Linked DNA regions of Mus musculus: all the other regions are linked to region 1. A link is a contact called in public HiChIP or PLAC-seq data. All regions are on one chromosome and are shown on one strand. Each heading gives the region's core, a stretch centred on a gene start, on an enhancer-like site or on the middle of the called end of the contact. The rest is flanking DNA. Distances are from core to core; before and after follow the strand shown. Region 1 overlaps Lrpprc (leucine-rich PPR-motif containing). Region 2 holds the start of Slc3a1 (solute carrier family 3, member 1). Region 3 overlaps Camkmt (calmodulin-lysine N-methyltransferase).

What was found. HiChIP or PLAC-seq counts read pairs in DNA pulled down with a chosen protein or histone mark.
Region 2: a contact with region 1 is called in an H3K27ac HiChIP or PLAC-seq map of epiblast stem cells. The contact joins the promoter of Slc3a1 here to the enhancer-like site in region 1. A contact is called at or near these places in 4 of 39 promoter capture datasets (the HPC-7 cell line, fetal liver, hematopoietic stem and progenitor cells and 1 more), 2 of 484 Hi-C or Micro-C datasets (the G1E-ER4 cell line and liver), 2 of 115 datasets of contacts at active chromatin or transcription factors (embryonic stem cells and epiblast stem cells) and 2 of 9 other capture datasets (adipose tissue and pancreatic islet).
Region 3: a contact with region 1 is called in an H3K27ac HiChIP or PLAC-seq map of embryonic stem cells, with 5 read pairs. The contact joins two enhancer-like sites. A contact is called at or near these places in 3 of 115 datasets of contacts at active chromatin or transcription factors (T-cell acute lymphoblastic leukemia, embryonic basal ganglia and embryonic stem cells).

Annotation. Positions count from the first base shown.
Region 1 is chr17:84,757,257-84,759,956 of GRCm38.p6, reverse strand. All of the region lies in intron 14 of Lrpprc (leucine-rich PPR-motif containing), which reads left to right. Among named protein-coding and RNA genes, the nearest start is that of Lrpprc, 32 kb to the left of the region's middle. Within about 2 kb of position 1,321, at least 34 of the 459 cell types and tissues checked have an H3K27ac peak or open chromatin away from gene starts, as enhancers often do. A contact at or near this core is called in embryonic stem cells, epiblast stem cells and hematopoietic stem and progenitor cells, where this site is marked.
Region 2 is chr17:85,027,002-85,029,701 of GRCm38.p6, reverse strand. It overlaps Slc3a1 (solute carrier family 3, member 1), which reads right to left and starts at 1,355. Exons shown (of 10, transcript NM_009205.2): 1 at 844-1,355. The coding sequence starts at 1,270.
Region 3 is chr17:85,161,910-85,164,609 of GRCm38.p6, reverse strand. The region is part of intron 3 of Camkmt (calmodulin-lysine N-methyltransferase); the gene reads right to left. It overlaps Gm36826 (a long non-coding RNA gene), which reads right to left. Exons shown (of 3, transcript XR_877067.3): 3 at 649-2,572. Among named protein-coding and RNA genes, the nearest start is that of Gm36826, 5.2 kb to the right of the region's middle. Within about 2 kb of position 1,414, at least 39 of the 459 cell types and tissues checked have an H3K27ac peak or open chromatin away from gene starts, as enhancers often do. A contact at or near this core is called in embryonic stem cells, where this site is marked.

The DNA of each region.
Region 1 (2,700 bases), core at 72-2,571:
CTTCACCCCAAAACTTAACAAAAATTTAAAATTACACGAGGGTAATTACAGTCCTTTATGTCAACGTTAATATAGTCAAGTCTTTAATGTGTTGTTAGAATAAATAGCAATATATTTTAAAATGTTGCAGAACATTCTGTGTAGTAGTCAAGCCACCTATTTTGTGTACTTTGGAGAGTCCTGTTATATGTGATCAAATTTAGAATAGAATTAGAATTGACTCAGCACTGAAAAAAAAACCAGAGACCAACCAGCCAATCAACCAAACAAAAAAGCCCAATGTTTTGGGCTGGAGAGACGGCTCAGCAGTCAAGAGCACTGACTGCCCTTCCAGAGGTCCTGAGTTCAATCCCCAGCAACCACATGGTGACTCATATCCATCTGTAATGGGATCTGATGCCCTCTTCTGGTGTGTCTGAAGACAGCCACACTGATGGCCTTTCTCAATTGGGTTTTCTTCTTAGAGGACTCTGCCTTGAGTCAAGTGGTTAGAAGTCTACCTAACACACTTTCCTTTTTAAATACATTATTATTGTTGGGTAGGGGACGGTGCATGTGGGCTTCAGAGGAGCTGATGTTCTCCCTTCACCTTACTCTCCATCCAATGTGCATCACGGGCTGTGCTGTGAGCAGCCTTTACTTGCCACGCCAGCTTACTGGCTTGTGTCTCCATCTCTGGCCTACCGAATGCAGTCTTCTGAAACCCATGCAGACCTTAAGCTTCCTGTGTGGCTGAGAGTGGCCTTGAACTTGTGATCCTCCTCCCACCTCCGGTGCTGGGATCATAGGTAGTACCACCCCTTCCGCTGTGTGCCACCTGAGATACATGCCCAGCCCATTTCATAAGAATTTTGAGAGTGCTGGAAAGCCGCTCCGGGAAGGGCTGTTAGGTACCACCAGCCCTGGCCATGCCTGCTGCAGGGAACCTGGCTGTGGGGCCTTCGGAAAATTGTTAAAACATGCAATGCTGTCTTTCCAAAGATAAAAACCAAAAAACATTTAACATTAGGGTATGCCTCTATATATGGTTTTCTACTTTATAAATTGTTTAATAGCATACATAGATAAAATCACTTAAGTTTCAGTCATTTAAGTTTAAAGCCTTTTTTTATTATAATGAGATTTTCTACTTCAAATTTTCTAAAAAAAAATGAAGCTGCACAAAAAATATTTTGAGGCCTTAGGACATACATAGCTGAGTTTGTAGATTGCTTGCCCAGCACGCCGTTTCCCTGAGTTGGCCCCTAGCGCCACGTGAAGTGGATGGAGCAAGATGATCTGTGCCTGTGATCTCAGCCCTCTGGAGGTGGAGGCAGGAGCATGAGCAGTCAGCACATCCTCTCGGGCTTCACACATGTAAATAAGTCACAGTTGGAGCTCTCAGTCAAACGTAGGATGCGGTTTTGTTTAGAAAGAGTAAGACTTTTCTTTCCTCTTACCAACGGTAAAACAAAAGTGTAAGTGGAAAGGAGCCGAGGGCTCCCTTGGCTTGTGGTTGAAAGTCCTGCCATTGTGGGAGGCGGCTTCTGCACTCAAGTCAGCAGCCCCTTGAGGAGATGTTAAAGCACTGGGAAGGGGCAGACCAGGGTTCTCTGCGTAAGAGCTCTTTGGTCAGGATGGACTTTGTGACTTAATTCACAGCACTCTGAACAGTCTGGGTGTTGTTTGGGAAGGTTGCCAGCCATACGTTGAAATGAAAGATCTGGTTTCTTGAACCTAAACTGTGTAAGTCATTATTACCCTTACTGGAGTCATCAAATCAATGCCAGATCTTCAGGTCCTCTTTGTAAACAGAGGATGAGATGCCGTTGATGTTGTCTGACCTCACCAGAACTGAGAGATGGGATGTTTGCTCCTAATTCCTAATTGGTATAGGAAATGCGCCAAAGGCTTAAGCAGAAGGCGTCATGGGGAAATAAGCCCAGGTCACTGTGTTGGTTTTGTCTTTTGTCTCATTGTTGCTCCCCTTGGCCATCAGAAGGTCTGTCTGCCCTGTCTGTCTGTCTGCTCCATTTCTAGCTTAGCCACGCAGACTTTAAAGGAGGAGCTGGTGGAGAGCTGTCAGCAGCACAGACCTTGGAACCCAGACACCTCTGACCTTAAACTCCATAACACGATCCAAATGTTAATGTCTTCTTACAAATTGTCCTCCCAAACTCCATTATCACTCTAGAAAAAGCTTGCTTAAAACCGGTAGTCAATCCACAGCAGAAATAGTACCAGTGTTTTTTCAGTCCTATTCTTCACAACAAAACAAACCCATCCTTAAGTAAAACAGACTAAAATTAAGGGTAGTGTAGGAAAAACAACAACAAAACTGTCCTTTACAAGTTCTGTCTTCTCAGAAATTTAATTTGTGGGTAAAACAGAAGCAAGAATTATTTGTTAATTTATTAGTGGCAGATGCCAAGGTTCATAGCCGTGGTATCTGGGTTCAAATGGTTTCTTTTCTGTTTTCTTTTTAAGATTTATTTATTTAATTTATGTATATGAGTACATTGTAGCTGTCTTCAGACACACCAGAAGAGGGCATCAGATCTCATTACAGATGGTTGTGAGCCACCATACGGTTGCTGGGAATTGAACTCAGGTCCTCTGGAAGACCATTGAGCCATCTTTCCAGCCCAGAAGAAGGCATTCTTAATAGTGTAAAATTGCCACAGAAGCTGAGTATATACAGCTGGACCTGAGGACAAAGCT
Region 2 (2,700 bases), core at 106-2,605, 270 kb before region 1:
TTGGTTTCTTCTTCAAACAAATAATCATTGCAAGAAAAGAATTTCCTTCCTAGTTTATCTCTTCTTACTGCACGCCCTTTAAAAATATTCTCTCTCTCTGTCTCTCTCTCTCTCTCTCTCTCTCTCTGTGTGTGTGTGTGTGTGTGTGTTTAGTCCAGGATGTCCTGGAACTCATTACAAGCAGAGGGATAGCAACCAACTCTATTCTGTCCTAAACCACGGTGACCCAGCCAATCCAGTTTACGCCCACTGTCTAGCAGTTTCAATCTTAACATGACCGATGGAGCATTCAATTATAAGGATAAGAAATTACATATAGGACTTTTAGTTTAATTTTAAAAAATACAAAATTTTGGTTCTATTCTTCTACTACTATGGCTATTGCTGTGGGAAATCCATTATTAGGCAACAACTAACACACTGTTGGTTCTAGCTTGCTCTCCTCTCTCAGGATTGAAACTTGAAGAGTCTTCCCCTTCCGCAGACATCACATTTATATAACACGATGTATTTATTAATAAACTCTCAGCTAGACTACAAGCTGTGCCTGTGCCAGGAGAGCTAGTCTCAGATGAAACACGGAGCTACAAAATTTCAGGATCGACGAGTGAACATGTGCATGGGTTTAGTGGACGAGAGATTCAACAACCCCGTGGCTCTAAAGCCTTCAGCAGATAGCCTTGCATCAAGAGCAAGGCTTGCTGACTTCTGCTGCGTGGGGCTTGAATTAACTCCCAGGAAATGGGTGCCAGCCACCCTGGAATGTGCTTACAACACAAGCCAGGCACAGAATGGGGCCACAAACCACCCTCCACTAGTTGGTCCTGAGCGGCGAACACGCACCTTTCAGGTCTCCATTCCCATCCTTGTCACTGTCCTTAAAAGACCTCGGGTAGATCTGGTATATGGGACCTGCTTGCCACCAGTCAAGGCATTTTGGAGAGATGACGATGATGGCTATGGTGGCTCCAATGAGCAGGAACACGGAAACCACGGTGAGCCAGAAGAGGATCTCTCGGGGCACCCGGTAGCGAGCCTGGCCGGAGAACTGGAAGAGTACTTCCTTGGGCATCCCTGCATAGGGCCGCACCGCCTTTAGGTGAGGCTCCTCTGGAGCAGGGATACTCACGGCGTTGGGCTGTGGGGTGTCCCTGGAGCCTGGGTCTGGGTCCTGCTCCGGAATGTCTTCATTTTGGACAAACCCGTTATTGGTTCGGCATCCCTTCAAACTCATTTGGATGGGGTCTCTCTTGCCTTTGTCCTCATCCATGTCTACCCTGTGTAGCTCTTCCTGGTGCTTTCCAGCAGGGACAGAGGTAGAAAGGTGTCTTGCTGAGCGCTGTGCTTTGTTAATGAGCTTTGAATGGTTTATAAATAATCATGGCTGGACTTTGTCCAGCCAAGGAAGATTGCGTAAAGTTCAATAAAGGGGGTCGGGAGGAGGGGTGTGTGTGTGTGTGTGCAAAAATTATCTTTATACCGGGTGGCTGACTCATCTACAGTAACAGTATGTGAAGGAGGAGACTGCGGAGAAGAGGCAGGGTCCAAACGCTGTAAGATGCTACTTGTGTGAGTACCAACTGCCTACAGTAATGCGATTCACAAAACTACAAAGGATGGTGGGGACCCAGAGAGATGGGCAATGTGAAATGAACGCACAGAAATTATTCCCTGAAAGGGGAAACAAGTCTGATACATACTACAGGATGGATGGGCTTTGGGGACATTATGCTGAGGAAAAAAAAAAAAAAACACATCCAAGACAAATATTGTGTGGTTCCCCTTCGAGAAAGAACCTATAGTCACAGAAGCAGAAAACAGACGGGTGCTTGTGGGTTTCAGAGGAACTGTGGGAAACTGTTGGCCAATGGAATAGAATTCCACCTGGGGATTTTGATGAGTTTTCGAGATGGACAATTGTGGTCCTACAACAACGCAGACCATTTGCCACTGAGCCAATTATTAAAGAAATGGGTAGTGTTAAATCTGTTTTACAATGGTTGAAGCATCATGTTCTTTCTTTAGCTAGGTATAAAAATGATCTTGAACTAATAAGGAGAAACTGGCTGTCCCCTTTTTTTTTTAAAGTGTCTTCCTATAGACCCACGGAGGTGGCTCTGGAGGCAGGCAACATCATTTTATCCCAGGCTGACTCCAGACAGCCCTTGTGTATGACTAAGCTCTGTATGTGTGCTCAAACATTCTTGTAAGCACTTCCAGGAGGTGGGGGAGCAGGATGCTGAGCACTGCAAGTTCATGCGTTGTACTACATGCACACAGTCTTTAATCCTTGCACGTAACAGTTGTTTAATCATTGACAAGTGTAGGACACATTTGCAAGTCCCCAGAAACTTGCTGAAAGGCTGGCCTTAGAGATTCCCCAGGTCTCAAGGAATGAGATGATCAGCCACACTTGGAAGCTTTGATTAGACTTTTTTTTTTAATTAAAAAAATTGTGTGTGTGTGGGTGGGTGGGGGGGATGCGGTGTTGAGAGACGGTTCAGTGGACACTGTCAAGTTGGATGTCTCCTTCCACTTTGCCTGGGTTCTGGGGTCGAACCCAGGTGCAGCACCCGTTGTTTCCTGTTGTCTGGGTGCCCAATACTACAGGGTTTTCTGTAGAGCAACTTAGTGTTCTTGTTTAATGCAGTCATGACATGTCAACCCCCCTCATACCCTGCAATGGTGTTTCTCATCATT
Region 3 (2,700 bases), core at 165-2,664, 400 kb before region 1:
GAAGGAAAGAAAAGGGAAAAAATGTAGCTTAAGTCTCAGAAATGCAGATGAAAGAGAATATTCTCTTGCTTTTATATTATTTCAAGTATAAAAGCTCCTGTGTCAAAATACTCAGAACACTGTGGCTCAAAATAGAAAAGATAGAACCCAATTATCAGACTGATTTGTAGTTCCAAGTCTTCAAATCACCTTCTACAGAAGCACTCACTAATTGATATCGACAGAGGGATACAGCAGAAAACTGAAACCTTCTTGTCTATAGATATATAGAGATGATACAGACACAGATGGTTAATTGATAGATAGATAGATAGATGTTAGATAGATAAAGCAATAGATAGGTAGATAGATAGATAGATAGATAGATATTAGATAAATAGATGTTTGATAGATGATATATAGATATAGATGGATAGATAGATACACAGATGCATAGATACATAGATAGGTGATAGATGATAGATACATAGATGATAGATATTTAGATGATAGATTATAAATAGATAAGATAGATGATAGATACATACATACATAGATACATAAATACATAGATATATAGATACATAGGTGATAGATACATAGATGATAGATTAAAAATAGATAAGACAGATAGATGATAGATACATAGATGATAGAGAGATGGATAGATAGATAGATAGATAGATAGATAGATAGATAGATAGATAGATAGATAAAAATAGATGATAGATACAGAGATATGGGGGAAGCAGGAGAAAAACTCAACAAATTAAAGGGTATTACTTATTCTGTATTGGGTTAAGAAATTATAACTGCTTTTTTTATACAGTTAAGCATGTATATTTGATGACTCCATAAAACACTATATTTAGCTGGGCAGTGGTGCTGCACACCTTTAATCCCAGCACTTGTGGGGACCACAGGCTGGTTGGATCTCTGAGTTCGAGGCCAACCTGGTTATACAGAGAAACCTTCAAGAAAGGAAAGAAAGAGAGAGAGAGAGAAAGAGAGAGAGAGAGAGGAAGGAAGGAGGATATTCTTGTCCTAGAACATGCTAGAATACAACACAATACCAAGTAAATTAAGATCCACGGCCTTGGCAACGAGAGCTACTCTCTCGATGAGAATGGTGAAGATTCAGGCCAGAGAGTCAGCACTCTGATCTTGTAGCTCACTCACAGTTTAGTCTGCATCTTCTCACCTACCAGCAATGATTGCAGCAGATTGTTAGTCATAGTTTAAAGGTCAAAGAGTTTTATAATCCTGAAAACTCATGATGTGGGCAAAGGATAACTATTTTCTAGCAAGTCAAATCAAAAGCCATGAAGAGCATGAAGACGTCTCAAACAGAAAAAGAGACTGGAATATAAATATGTACTGAGTCACAGGGAAAGTGTTCTGACATTTAAACAGACAGCAAGTGAGCAGGAAAAGTTACCAAGAAAGTGGAGCTGGGACAAAGACAGGGTAGGGCGTAACCTGGGTGGGGACAGGCACAGCACTGAATGCGCACATTCCTCTCTCAAGGTGTGGAATTCAGGCAGAAGGGCTGATGTAACACAAGCTATTTTGAGAAAAAGCAGAAATATCAATACAGCTATAAAGGGAGAATTCTGACCCCTCCAACTTAAAAGGAGTTCGTTGGAAAAATAATGCCATTTAAAAAAAAATGGTTAATGAGAAAAAACAAGGGACAAAGGTTTTGTGGCTTAAAATCAGCAACCATAGCACAGAATGGTGAGAGTGAGGGTACATCTGTGGAACATGAACGGGAATGCCTAGGATGGGCTGGCAAAGTTCAAGGCCATCCTAGACTATAAAGACAGTCTATCTCAAAAATCAACAAAGAAAGAAGAGGGAAGGGGAGGGGACAGAAAGGGAGGGGAGGGCAGCGAGGGGAAGGGAATGAATGCGCTACTTAAGAGACTGTGACACACAACTTCAGTCTCAGTTACTCAGGAGACCAGAGGCTGAGGGATCACTTGACTCCAGGAACTTCCGGTTAGACAAACATGGTAAAAGGATAAAGTAAGTGTGCTCTGTTCCTAAGCCCCTTTCTGATGGAGATGACCTCTGCCCTGTGACCCTAAAGGAACTGACCTAAAAAGAAAGTCCCAGAGGTCAGCAAAACTAGAAACAAGGAGGCATAGCTCTCTGAGTCCTACTCAATTACCTCATAACTGCATCGCCTGACCGTGCGAGAGCGGGAAAGGTAGGAAACAAGGAGGCATAGCTCTCTGAGTCCTACTCAATTACCTCATAACTGCATCGCCTGACCGTGGGAGAGCGGGAAAGGTAGGAAACAAGGAGGCATAGCTCTCTGAGTCCTACTCAATTACCTCATAACTGCATCGCCTGACCGTGGGAGAGCGGGAAAGGTAGGAAACAAGGAGGCATAGCTCTCTGAGTCCTACTCAATTACCTCATAACTGCATCGCCTGACCGTGGGAGAGCGGGAAAGGTAGTTTAAGTAGGCCGTTCGTTCGTTTGTTCGTTCGTTCGTTCGTTCGTTCATTCTTCAGGGTTGCACATCGCATGCTGAGCTACACATACACAGTCAGCATTTGTGCATTTCCACCTGTCAGTCATTTTCCTAGCGTAACAAGATGCAGACAATGATGAATGAGCTTGAAAATTCCAAATGGGAGTCTATTCTTGAAAAGTTTTTAAATTATTGCTACATAAATGCTGTAAAATAAATGTTAAAATGTTTCAAAAGGG